Linked DNA regions of Pan troglodytes: regions 2 and 3 are each linked to region 1. A link is a contact called in public Hi-C data. All regions are on one chromosome and are shown on one strand. The core of a region is the stretch at or near the end of the contact, and the rest is flanking DNA. Distances in the headings are between cores, read along the strand shown.

Region 1 (4,179 bases), core at 1,041-3,540:
TATAGTCTCAGTAACTTGGGAGGTTGAGGTGGGAGTATTAGAGCAGGTAGTTAGTCAGACCTGAGCAGGGCAGAAGAGGGTCCTTCCACCACCAGGAATGTTAGGCAACCATCAGGTGATGGTCAGGTGGTTGTTAACTGTCTCTTTAAAATAATAATTGGTTGCAGCCAGCGCTAGGGAAAGGCAGTCTCCCAACAGATAGAAAACACCTGAAACTGGTGACTAGCAGCTTCCCAATACGATCTCAGGAGTTGGGTGAGTGGGCTCAAGCATGTGCACTCAAAGGCAAAATGGCAGAGTTTAACGGGTATATGACCTTCCTCTAGGAACATTCAACTTGTAGGAAAGAACGCCTCAATGTGCATTTGTTCAACTTCAGTAAACACACTGTGCATTGGCCCCCTCCTAAGTGCTGGCAGGCCACCGCACATGCAGAATACCAGCATATGAAACCCCAAGTCAGAGGTCAAACTGGGCACTTGAACTCCTTAAGACTCCTGCTTGGCTATCTTCCAAGTGTACCTTACATTCTTTCATTCCTGCTTTAAAACTTTTTAATAAACTTTCACGCCTGCTCTAAAACTTACCTCCATCTCTCTCTCTGCCTTATGCTCTTCAGTCGAACGAATTCTTTCTTCTGAGGAGGCAAGAATTGAGGTTGCTGCAAATCGTGGATTTGCCACTGCTAACAGGAGGATTACTTGAGCCCAGGAGTTTGCGTCTCCAGTGAGCTATGATGTTATCACTGCACTCCAGCCTGGGCAACAGAGTAGGACCCTGTCTCAAAAAAAAAAAAAAAAAAAAAAAAGATACTGCTGAGGAACTGCCAAATGGAAAAAATGCAGAAGAGAAGGTATAGGGAGAGGGGCAGAGAGCTTTTACGCCCTCTGTGGGTGCACCAGCCCTCAGTACCTCCATGTTTTCAACCCGGAAGTTCTCCAAACCCTGTTCTTTAGGAGTTTTTTTGGAGGAGTTATTGTGTGGACTTGGATCGATTAAGTTATTGGCCATTGGTGATTAACTCAACCTTCCGTCCCAAGAGATTGGGAGTGGGGCTAGAAGTTCCAGCCTCTAAAGATGCCTAGGTCTTTTATCAATCCACCCTCATCCTGAGGCCATCCAGGCAACCCCAGGCACCAGTCAGCTCATTATCATACAGAAGATAATCTTATCACACGGGAGATTCCAAGGGTTTTAGAAGCCATGTACCTGGAACTGGCACAAAGACCAAATATGTTTTCTTGTGCTTTACCTCTCTTTTAAAAACATGTAACTCCTTGTTATGGGTTGAATTGTGTCCCCTGCTTCACGAATTTCATATGTTGGAGTCTTGACCCCCAGCACCTCAGAATTGTTGATGAAAAGAGTCAAACTCTGTAAAATATTTGAAGAGATTTATTCTGAGCCAAATATGAGTGACCAATGCCCGTGACACAGCCCTCACGAGATCCTGAGAACATGTGCCCAAGGTGGTTGGGGAATAGCCTAGTTTTATACATTTTAGGGAGACATGAGACATCAATCAAATACATGTAAGATATACATTGATTTGGTCTGGAAAGGTGGCACAACTCAAAGATGGAGGGTGAGGGGCAGTTCCAGGTCATAGGTAGATTTTAAAATTTTGTGATAGGCAATTGGTTAAAAGAGTTATCAATAGAATGTCTGGGTTTCCATAGGGGTTGTGGAGACCAACTTTTAAATTATGCAAATGAAGCCTCCAGATAGCATGCCTCAGAGAGAATAGACTAAATGTTTCTTATTAGACATAAGGTCTGTGTTGATGTTAAATGCTGGTTGGCTCTTTCTGAATTCCGTAAGTGGGGATGGTATAACGAGCCATGTCTGACCCCCCCATTTCCGTCATGGCCTGAACCAGTTTTTCAGGTTAACTTTGGAATGCTCTGGCAGAGAGGAGGAGTCCATTCAGATGGCTGAGGGATCTTAGGATTTTATTTTTGGTTTACAGAATATAGCCTTATTTAGGGATAAGGTCTGTAAAGAGGGAATCAAGTTAAAATGAGTTCATTATGTAACTGAGTACTCTCATTTTTCAGTTTATTTTTTAATTATTTTCTCCTCTTTTCTCCTCTCCCCTTTCCCCCGGCTTATGCCCCCAAAGCATGCCTGCCTCAGAACCTTCACCCTCTAGGAGGGGTTGCCTTGGAACTCCCACCCACCAGGAGGGCATGTCAAAAGCACGCCCACTTGGCCACTTTTATAACTTCTGCCCGGGAAGGCACCAACTCAGCTACCCAGTAGTTAAGGCACTGGGCCAGCAGGGGGACCCCTCGCCCTTGCTCACTCCTTCCCCGGCCTTAGATAAGTGCCCACTTTCTGCTCTGGGAGCAAAACGGCACATGTAAAAGGCAGGACTAACGTTCACGACTCTTCCCCAAGCTAGCTTCGGAAGAAACCACTTTCTTTATGCCAGACCTCGCTCTTGTTAATTGGACTACGCAGGCAGCAAGCAACTAACCCTCTGTTTGGTGACGGTTATGGATGGGCCCTAATCCGGTATGACTGCTGTGCTTATACAAAGGAGAAACTGTCCAGGCGCGGTGGCTCACGTCTGCAATCCCAGCACTTTGGGAGGCACAGGCAGGCGGATCATGAGGTCAGGAGATAAGACCATCCTGGCCAACATGGTGAAACCCTGTCTCTACTAAAAATACAAAAATTAGCTGGGCGTGGTGGCGCATGCCTGTAGTCCCAGCTACTCGGGATGCTGAGGCAGGAGAATCGCTTGAACCAGGGAGTCAGAGCTTGCAGTGAGCCAAGATAGCGCCACTGCACTCCAGCCTGGTGACAGAACGGGACTCCGTCTCAAAAAAAAAAAAAAAAAAAAAAGGAGAAACTTGTACATGGAGATATGCGTAAATGTACAGGGACACAGGAAGAAAATGGCTTTCTACAAGCCAAGGACAGAGGCCTGAAACGGATCCTTGCCTCACAGCCCCCAGAAAGAGCCCACCCTGCCCCAACACCTTGATCTTTGATTCCCAGCCCTCAGAACTGTGAAACAATACATTTCTGTTGTTTAAGCCACTTGGTTATGGCAGCTATAAGAAATTGATACACTTTTTTTTTTTTTGAGATGGAGTCTCACTCTGTCAGCTGGGCTCTGGAGTGCAGTGGCACGATCTTGTCTCACTGCAACCTCTGCCTCCCTGGTTCAAGCAATTCTCCTGCCTCAGCCTCCCGAGTAGCTGGGATTACAGGCGCCTGCCACTACCGCCAGCTAATTTTTTGTATTTTTAGTAGAGATGGGGTTTCACCATGTTGGCCAGGCTGGTCTTGAACTCCTGATCTTATGATTCGCCCTCCTTGGCCTCCCAAAGTGCTGGGATTACAGGAGTGAGCCACTGCGCCTGGCCCTAATACACTTTTTTACATGAGGAAGTTACATTGCAAGAGCAAGTAAATATTCCTCTATACATCCCCAACCACTTCCACTGTATATAGACCAGTAGCTAGAGTTAAATCCCTGTATGCCCCAAGGGAAATTACAGATTTAACACAAGAGAAGGCTTACACATCAAAAGACTTGTAAGAATTTGATAATTTATGTCTTCTCTTCCCTGAGATAATTCTTCCAAAGCTTAGCATTCACTGGCTTTTGTTTATCATGCTCATGTCCACTGCCATTTTTTGATGTACTTAATTCATAGGTCCCTTGTTGGCCCTTTAGTCCTCATTATTCATTTGAAAGCTTCTGGACTACCATAAGGCTATCTATGAGATGTTGGTATAATGCCTTGAACATCTCTCTTATCTTACTTAGTACACTTGTATGACTTTAACTTGTATTTTCCCCACTAGGCCCTGTTTTGTGTGAGGATTCCCAGTGTCTAGCACAATGCCTGGTACATACCACGTGTTTAATACCTAGTTCTTAAAGGAAGAAGGAAGAGAGGAAGAGGAAGGAAATTCCATCCAATAAATGCTATCTAGGAACAATGTGGATTTAGCTTTCTCTTTAGTTACTTAGGAGCTACATTAGTATCCTTAGAACTTGTGCTGGAGAGATTAGTGTTGGCAGTTTATTATTTCGTTACCCTTCGAAACTGCATGGGTATAACAGACTGTGGATAGTCTCACATGCTGTCTCCAAATACTTTCTCCCTAAAACTAGAGCATATCCTCTTAAACACTGGCCTTGTTCGCCACCACCATGGC
Region 2 (4,179 bases), core at 669-3,168, 710 kb after region 1:
AGGTGGCTGTTGTACCCAACCCCGAGGCGCCCAAGAGGCACTGAGAACCTGGCCCTGGGGTCCTGTCCAGGCAGCAGCAGGAGAAAGGGGGAACAGGGAGCTACTCTGGGCCCAGGAAATATGTCAGTGTCTGAGCGTCTGGCAAGGGGGGGAGTTCAGCGGATCACTTATGCCGCACTTCCACCAGAACCTGTGCTGCCAACTCTGCTAAGAGACCTCACGGCACAGCTAGTGCAAAATGTTTTACAAAGTAGAAAGAGCCTACCCCCGCCCCTCCCCGAGATGGAGTTTCACTCTTATTGCCCAGCCTGGAGTACAATGGCATGATCTTGGCTCACTGCAACCTCTGCCTCCCAGGTTCAGGTGATTCTCCTGCCTCAGCCTCCAGAGTAGCTGGGATTATAGGTGTGCGCCACCACGCCCGGCTAATTTTTACATTTTTAGGAGACGTGGTTTCACCTGGTTGGCCAGGCTGGTCTCTAACTCCTGACCTCAGGTGATCCCCCCACCTTGGCCTCCCAAAGTGCTAGGATTACAGGCGTGAACCACCGTGCCAGGCCCAAAGAGCCTTATTTCATACTGACCTGAGAAGTTGATGTCATGAATCCAAAGAGAGCGCAGCAAGTGAGATCACTGACTCATGTAAGAAACATGGATGGAGAGCCCACTGCGCGCCAGACACTAGGCCCAGAAAACACAGCAGCACAGTCCCGCCCTCGTGGAGTCTGCGGCCATTTCATACCTCCCTAAAAGGTGTGACTAACTTGTGACTAACTTGTGCTCAGCCACTTTTGTCTTAGTTCGGAAAGTGAGGCTGACCCCTTCCTGGTGCCGTCTCTGCCACTGGGTTGTGGTTCATGGGTGCTACACGCCATTTACTGTTGCCATGCTTATAGGTTAATAAACAGGCACGCCTCCACTACAAGGGCATCACTCAGCTGCCGTCAGTTTCCTACACTGTGACTTACTGAGGAGCTTATCTTGAGTTATACCACACTGAACTTCTTAAAGGAGTATCATCAGCATTTCTCATGCACGTGCCTTCATAAAACAGAACTTGAGAGTAATGGCAGTAGTTCAGCCGTGAGTCAAAACCCAGGTGTCTGCATAATGACACCCTTGGGAAAATCCAGTAGCGGCCACTCCAGTCCAAGGCAGACTATGTGGAGGCTAAGCTGGGGAAGGCTTTGGGAGCAAGTAGGCAGGTCCGTGGACTTTCTTACTTTCCACATTTCCAGTAGCCATGCTAACAACAGCATCTTCACGTCCACACTTTTTGATTCATTCTCTTGGATCATATCCTACAGGCCCAGCCTGACAGCTACTGGGCACCTGGACAGAAATGCCAAGGCATTGTATGATTAAGCACAAGGAACTCATCCTGTCCCTACCTTCTGCATCAGCCACAGGGGAGAGATGAGTCAGGAGCTTATTTAGTGCTTGCAGTTGCAGGATACCTCAGGCCGACCGCAGGCTCACTCCCTGTCTAAAGGACGGAAAGTGAAATTTCTCTCCTTTATCAAACAAAACAGCAAAGCCAAGTCTTTCAACAGACCAGAATCCACAGTCAGACCTTCTGGGTTTCCAGCTGGCCTCCTGCAGCCTTTGCATCATGATTATGCATATTTTGTTGGGGGAGGGGGTGGCTAGCGGGTACCCCTTAACTCTGGCAGTTGGTAGGCATCATTATTCTCTGTTAGATTTGGCTTAAGCAAGCTAGACGGAAGGAAATGCTGTAAGCTTTTCCTCTTTGACGCAAACCTGGAAAGATTTGAGGATAGAAATTCAACAAACATGTTCTCAGATTCAGCTTGCCAAGATGACAAACTGGAAAAAATATGTGACCCTTGGTGATGCTTTTGTGCCTGCAGAGGATGAAAGGAAATTAAGTCCAAAGGGGGTCCCTGGGCCAGGCTGGGAGAATGTCTAGCGTTCCTGACAAATCCCCCTTCTCGCTGGGAGCCCTTTTCACCCGTGCCATCGGGAGGCCACAGCTCTTTCTTGCAAATGACTGAGGAACAATTCCCATGGAGGCCCTAGGATGGAAGTAGACTCCCCTACCATCCCCCCACTTCACAGAGAGAAATCCAAGATAAGCCACGATGGGCAGCCTGGGGCCCATGAGCTCCATCTTTCTTAGCACAGAACTAGCCTTTCCCTGTGACACTATTACAGACAAGCCTTCTGGCAGCAAAGGGTAAGGGGCCAGGATGGACTGCCTGGAAGCAAATATGAGGATATGAAATTTTCTGCAAAAAGTTCAAAAAATGCTTTTATACTTTTCATACTTGTTCTACCACAAAAAGCAACAAAGGCCTGCAGAAATCTATTGCCCCAAGGATGATAGAGGCCAAGTTAACTAAATATTGTTTCATGAGATTCTGTTCAGACCTCACGTTGACAGAACCAGCTACCCACTCAGGCCCAGGCCAGGTGGTGGTTCTCATCAGCCAGTGCACAGCTCTGATTCATCTGTAAGACATTGGGAGTTGGGTGACTTTGCAAGTCTATCTGACTATGCCCATCTCCCAGCTTGACATGGGCAGAAGTGGCCTGGGGTCCTGGGTGGATCTGGAAGCAGCTGCTGGCTGTGCTGGGGCGGATCTTTTCTATCCACTGTCCATCTGGATGCTCCAGGTGGACTCCGAGGCTTCCTTTGCCCTCACGGAGGGGTCCAGGTGAGAGAGGAGGCAGGCGCTGGTGATCATGACACCTGCCTGTTTTCTCCTGCCCTGCCCACTCCGGCAGCCCTGGCCCTTTCTAGGTCATAAGTCGGACGGGCCTCCCTGAGACCCTCCCTGACTGACGACTCCCTGACATCTGTCTTCCGCTCTAATGCTGCCTCAAGAATAGGCACCGAGGGCCAGGATGACCTGGGGTTAAGGGAGTATCAGAATCTGTTCAACTTTAAAAAGTTGTATCTTAAAGGCCGGGCACAGTGGCTCACGCCTGTAATCCCAGCACTTTGGGAGGCTGAGGCGGGCAGATCACGAGGTCAGGAGATCAAGACAATCCTGGCTAACACGATGAAACCCTGTCTCTACTAAAAATACAAAAAAAAATTAGCTGGGCGTGGTGGCGGGTGCCTGTAGTCCCAGCTACTCAGGAGGCTGAGGCAGGAGAATGGCGTGAACCCAGGAGGCGGAGCTTGCAGTGAGCCGAGATCGCGCCACTGCACTCCAGCCTGGGTGACAGAGCGAGACTCCATCTCAAAAAAAAAAAAAAAAAAAGTTGTGTCTTAAAAATGTCTGACATTTGAAAACAAGTAGTGAGTAGCAGACAGGAAGCCAGCATGCATCCCGTGCCGGCAGCGCCTGTGGCGTGCGAGCGCTGAGGAGCGGGGCAGGATGAGGGGACGGTGCTGAGGATATGGCCCGGAGCCTGGGAAGGAGCCAGACGGAGCTGCCCATGATCCTGAGGCCGCCTCCCTGTGTGGCCTTGGGCGGGGCCCTCGGCCGGCTTTAGTGTCCTTGTCTTAAAACAAAACTGACTACAGGCACCTTGTTAGGCGGGGGTGGAGAATGGAGACCATGTGCAAAGGGCCTGGCCTCAGCACAGGACAGTTCATATTCTTCTTCTTCGCTGGGCATCTTCAGCAGTTGTATTTATTTCTATAAAAAATGGTACAAATATTTGCTTATCCTCAACTTCACGGAAATTTAGTCAAGTCACATTAAGTAATGTAAAAGAGGAGCTAGAACAGGAGGCTCGCCTCCGGTGTTTCAATGTGAGATGGTAACGTTCACATGGCTAACAGCAATTTGATTCTGGAATCCTTAATTCAATGAAGTTTGCCATTTCTAGTAAGAAGTCGGCCTGCATATCAGTTTTCCTACCTTATTGAGATCCTATTGCTAGTAAAATAAAGATATTCCGTGGGTATTACAATTTTGTGCTCCTAAAGCACAAGGAGGCAGTGTGTGCCCTCGGTTCTCTGTCCGTAAATCAAGCAGCTCTGACTTCTAAACACGGGCGTATGCTGCCCTCTAGTGACAACCCAGAGAAAAGCAGAAAAGGCACTGGCAGAGCCCACATTTCAGGGGCAGGAAAGGAACCCAACACCTTAAAACCAAGGATGTAACAATCTCTTTCTCTAATCTGAGATTTCAAGAGAGAAAAAAAAACAAAGCCAAAAATGGCATACCAACTTCTGCCAAAATTTTTCCTAATCGTACTGAA
Region 3 (4,179 bases), core at 687-3,186, 530 kb after region 1:
GCCCACTTCTTGGGGCGCTGAATGTGAGGACTGAGTGAGTGTGAATTTGAAAGCCAACTCTGAAACGCTGGCTATGATAGTTATTCTGATTGGAAGGGCCATTAAGGTCAATGGCAATGCTCCTTTTGTGATCAGTTACAAGAAAACAAATGGGTCCTTGTGACTGTGGGGGAAAGGAGGCAGAGCCAGACACAAAGTGGACGTCTTCTGGAAAATCAGCCGCTGAAAGGAAAATAAATAAAATCCGTAAAGTTATATTTCAATTCAAAAAGAAATGTGGATTGTATGTAATGGCAAGAGGAGCACTGGTAATAATACATGTCTAACATTCATTGCGCACTTACTCTGTTCCAGGCATGGAGGTCAGAACTTTGCATGTATTAGCTCTTCAAATGAGGGGAGGAGAGGGAAGGAAAAGAAAAGTTAAGCTAATAAATAATGTGAAGTTGAAAAATTACCACGTACACAACGTGCACTATCGTGTCCCCCCGCTCCCCGCCCCCAGCTCTTTATATATGTGGTTTCCAGACCCATTTCTCAGAGGTTTGGTGTCTTTTGCAGCCCTTAGGGCCCCTTCCGCCCATTGTTATCTAATCACCCCTTCTCGGCCACGCAGGAAGGTCCACAACCTCCCCTGTCCCCCAAGACCCGCCCCCCGGCAGCCTTCAGAAATAGTTCTCTCGTACGTATGTGCCAGCATTTTATGCAGTAAACACATGTTGCCCTTAACACTGAACTGCAGGTTAAAAATGTATTCCACTAAATTATGCAGCGGTTAGCTGAGCAAATAATGAAAATGCAAAAGAATACATTCAGTATATGGAGCTTAGAATATATCCTTTTGGAAAGCTAAACTTTTTTTTTTTTTTTTTTTGCCCCAAATAAGACTAGAAATGGATTGCTCCATTTAAGACTTCCATTAATAAACTTCTCAGAATATGAAATGCCTCCAAAATGTGGGGACGCTGGGTTGAAAGGTGCCGGATAATTCTTTTTGGTGCGTGCGCTGGGTGCAGGAGGAAATATGCTAATGTAGCCGTTTGCCGCAGGGCTGGTGTTATTTATACAGCGCTGGCTGGGCAAGGTTGGCGCTGGAGCAGGAGAGGAGGGAGAGGTTTGTCTTCTTGTGTGAGAGTATAGATGTGTGCGCCTGTGCACACGGCGTTCCAAACGTGAATACAAGATCTTAGGGAGGGGGTGGGGAATGCCATCACGTTTATACTGTGTGTATTATAACTTGTGTTGGAGATATATCCCAGCATCGTGCTTACATCGCATGCACTTAGGAGTGGGGGAAGAAATGGCGATTTGGGAGTGGGTGCGGCGGGTCGCAGGTGGCCAGACACTGCGGGGGACTGGCGACCTGAAATTGGCAAAGGCGCCTCCTTGACCCTGCTCCACGGACACAAAAATCAACCTTATTCGCTCCTGGAAAAAGCGCAGAGGGTTGTTCCCGAAGGCTGAAGACCCTCGGGCTTGGGACTGGGAGCGGGGCGCGGGCAGCGGGACCGCCGGGCACCTCTGAAGAGACAGAGGTCACGGAGACCTGGCGCGCGCGGAGTGGGTGGGGGGGCCCGCGCGGCTGCGGGAGCCCAGCCTCAGAGAAGACCCGGCCCACACGTTCTCAGCGCACGCCGACTTTGCCGGGACCCGTCGCCGGCCGGCGACCCCTGCTACGCGCGTCTCCTCCTCCCCCGCCCCGCCCGGCGCGAAACGGGCACGGGCAGGGGATCCTCCAGCCAAGCGGGCCCGGGGTGTCCCGTTTCCCCCGCCCCCCTCCCGTGGATCCCGGGCGGCGGCGGCCGCGCGTCCGGGCTGGAGGGGGCGCTCGCGAGCAGGAGCCGAGCGCAGCAGGTGCCGCGGTTACCTCCACCTCGGCGGGGGGAGAGGGGGCGGGCCGGGGGGCAGGGAGGAGGGGGAGGAGGAGGAGAAGGAGGAGGAGGAGGAGTGGGGCCGGCTCCAGGAGCTGGAGAGCGCGGCCGGCTCGGCAGGCTGGGTCCAGAGCTCGCGGCTTCCGGGAGGCGCCCGAAGTCGGAGAAATACAGCGCGGCCACCCCGGGAGCAGCAGCCTTTGCCCGCACCGCCGCCCGCAGGGCCCTGAACCGCCGGCAAGGGCGCGGGCCGGGCGCGGCGCCGGCTCCTCCTCCTGCCGCGTCCGGCGCGGAGCAGCGGAGAGCGGCGGGCTCGGCAGCCGGCGCCCGGGCCGCGGAACCGATGAGCCGCGGCGGCTGAGGGCCCGGCCGGCCTCTGCCCGCCTCTGCCCGGCGCCCGAGCGGGGCCGCAGCGCCCGGGGCGCGGGGTCCGGCGGGTGACATGGGGGCGGCCTGACGCACCCGGAGCCGCCGAGCGCTCTCTCTAGAGCCGCGGGCCCTCCTCGGCGGCAGCGGCTGCAGGCGCCTGGCCCGGCGCGCTGTGCCCGGGGCGCCCGCGGAGCCTCCGCCGCGCTCTATGCGCCTCTGCGGGAGCCGCGGGCCCGGGCCATGGCCATAGACCGGCGGCGCGAGGCGGCGGGCGGCGGGCCTGGGCGGCAGCCGGCCCCGGCCGAGGAGAACGGCTCCCTGCCGCCCGGGGACGCGGCGGCCTCGGCGCCCCTCGGGGGACGCGCGGGCCCCGGCGGCGGCGCGGAGATCCAGCCGCTGCCCCCACTGCATCCTGGAGGCGGCCCGCACCCGAGCTGCTGCTCGGCGGCTGCGGCCCCGAGCCTCTTGTTGCTGGACTATGACGGGTCGGTGCTGCCCTTCCTCGGGGGCCTGGGCGGGGGCTATCAGAAGACCCTCGTGCTGCTCACCTGGATCCCGGCGCTGTTCATCGGCTTCAGCCAGTTCTCGGACTCGTTCCTCCTGGACCAGCCCAACTTCTGGTGCCGCGGGGCCGGCAAAGGCACCGAGCTGGCAGGGGTCACCACCACAGGCCGGGGCGGGGACATGGGCAACTGGACCAGCCTCCCCACCACCCCCTTCGCCACTGCCCCCTGGGAGGCTGCGGGCAACCGGAGCAACAGCAGCGGCGCGGACGGAGGCGACACACCACCCCTGCCATCCCCTCCGGACAAGGGGGACAACGCCTCCAACTGTGACTGCCACGCATGGGACTACGGCATTCGCGCCGGCCTCGTCCAGAACGTGGTCAGCAAGGTAAGGGCCGCAGCCGCCCAGTCCCTCCAACCCTCTTCCTGCAGACCGAGGTCCAAGCCCGAGCCAGCGGGAGAACCGAAGTCCCCAAAGTGGTGGTGCTAGAGTGTGTGTACGGGCATTCCGCATTGGCTTAATCTCCTTCCGTCCCCCAAACCACATGCCTTTACTTGGGTGTAAAGGGAGCACCATAGCCTTTACTAGTTTGCACCCAAACTCCTGTCCCAGTACGCGGATGGAAAGCGCGCCCTTCCCCCACCCTTGGGGCGAGGCAGCTGACCCGTCACCAGCCCGCTCTGGAGGAGTCGGACTGGCGTCGTTCAAGGTCTGCTGGGGGAGTCGGGACCACAGCCCTGTTCTGCCCGGCTAGTTGCCCCTGGGTCTCCCACAAAGCAATAGTCTTCCATCTCGCACTTGATTTTGACACAGGTAAAGCCCACTAAGGAACTGGAGAGCCAGAGAAGCAAAGACTCCTGCAAATCCCCAACCCGCAGCCCATGCTGAGTCCTCCCCAAAGATATCTGACTTTAGACTTTGCTACCCCAGTGTCTCCTCCCATGTTTTCTCGGCACTTCAGTAAACATCACTACAGTATAGGAAGGACGCGGAGAATATGTCATTTGGGTGTCCCCCGGCCGTCACCGCTCTTACACAGCAGCTGCTTTGGGCTGAGGCAATGAGAACGGGGGTGTGCTTTAGTTGAAACATGCACCTTGTCCTCTGAGTCCTGTAGCTAAAGCTCCCTTGCAGAGGTATTGCGTGGTGTGAAATGTAGCAGAAGGGAGTTGTGAGACAAGTGTGAAGGCCTAAACAGAGTGGGCAATGGTGGACACTCAATGCCCCTAGACAGCTATAATTTTATTCTTAACCTATAAGAGATATCAAGACATTTGTAGTTTTGCTCCTTGTGTCTAAACTAATTAATTCACATTTTAAAGTAAATACAGACTCTCCTCCACCCCACCCCCTACCCATTCTGGGCTGTTCTGGCAGAGTTTTAAATGCTTTGTCGAAATGTATGAAATTGGACAGTTTTAAATAGTCAATG

The links. Hi-C and Micro-C count contacts between places; a contact is called where the count stands out from the background.
Region 2: a contact with region 1 is called in a Hi-C map of stem cell-derived neural progenitor cells, with 5 times the contacts expected there. The contact joins two enhancer-like sites. A contact is called at or near these places in 2 of 7 Hi-C or Micro-C datasets (blood and stem cell-derived neural progenitor cells).
Region 3: a contact with region 1 is called in a Hi-C map of stem cell-derived neural progenitor cells, with 4 times the contacts expected there. The contact joins the promoter of SLC22A23 here to the enhancer-like site in region 1. A contact is called at or near these places in 1 of 7 Hi-C or Micro-C datasets (stem cell-derived neural progenitor cells) and 1 of 1 datasets of contacts at active chromatin or transcription factors (stem cell-derived excitatory neurons).

The regions. Positions count from the first base shown.
Region 1 is chr5:9,940,867-9,945,045 of NHGRI_mPanTro3-v2.0_pri, reverse strand. No RefSeq gene overlaps it. Among named protein-coding and RNA genes, the nearest start is that of PRP4K, 30 kb to the left of the region's middle. Within about 2 kb of position 2,290, at least 7 of the 24 cell types and tissues checked have an H3K27ac peak or open chromatin away from gene starts, as enhancers often do. A contact at or near this core is called in stem cell-derived neural progenitor cells, where this site is marked.
Region 2 is chr5:9,233,015-9,237,193 of NHGRI_mPanTro3-v2.0_pri, reverse strand. The region is part of intron 9 of SLC22A23 (solute carrier family 22 member 23); the gene reads left to right. Among named protein-coding and RNA genes, the nearest start is that of PSMG4, 23 kb to the right of the region's middle. Within about 2 kb of position 1,918, at least 8 of the 24 cell types and tissues checked have an H3K27ac peak or open chromatin away from gene starts, as enhancers often do. A contact at or near this core is called in stem cell-derived neural progenitor cells, where this site is marked.
Region 3 is chr5:9,407,128-9,411,306 of NHGRI_mPanTro3-v2.0_pri, reverse strand. It overlaps SLC22A23 (solute carrier family 22 member 23), which reads left to right and starts at 1,936. Exons shown (of 10, transcript XM_016954836.4): 1 at 1,936-3,134. The coding sequence starts at 2,481. LOC107975034 (a long non-coding RNA gene) reads right to left here and starts at 2,873. Exons shown (of 3, transcript XR_008548405.2): 1 at 2,789-2,873; 2 at 345-386.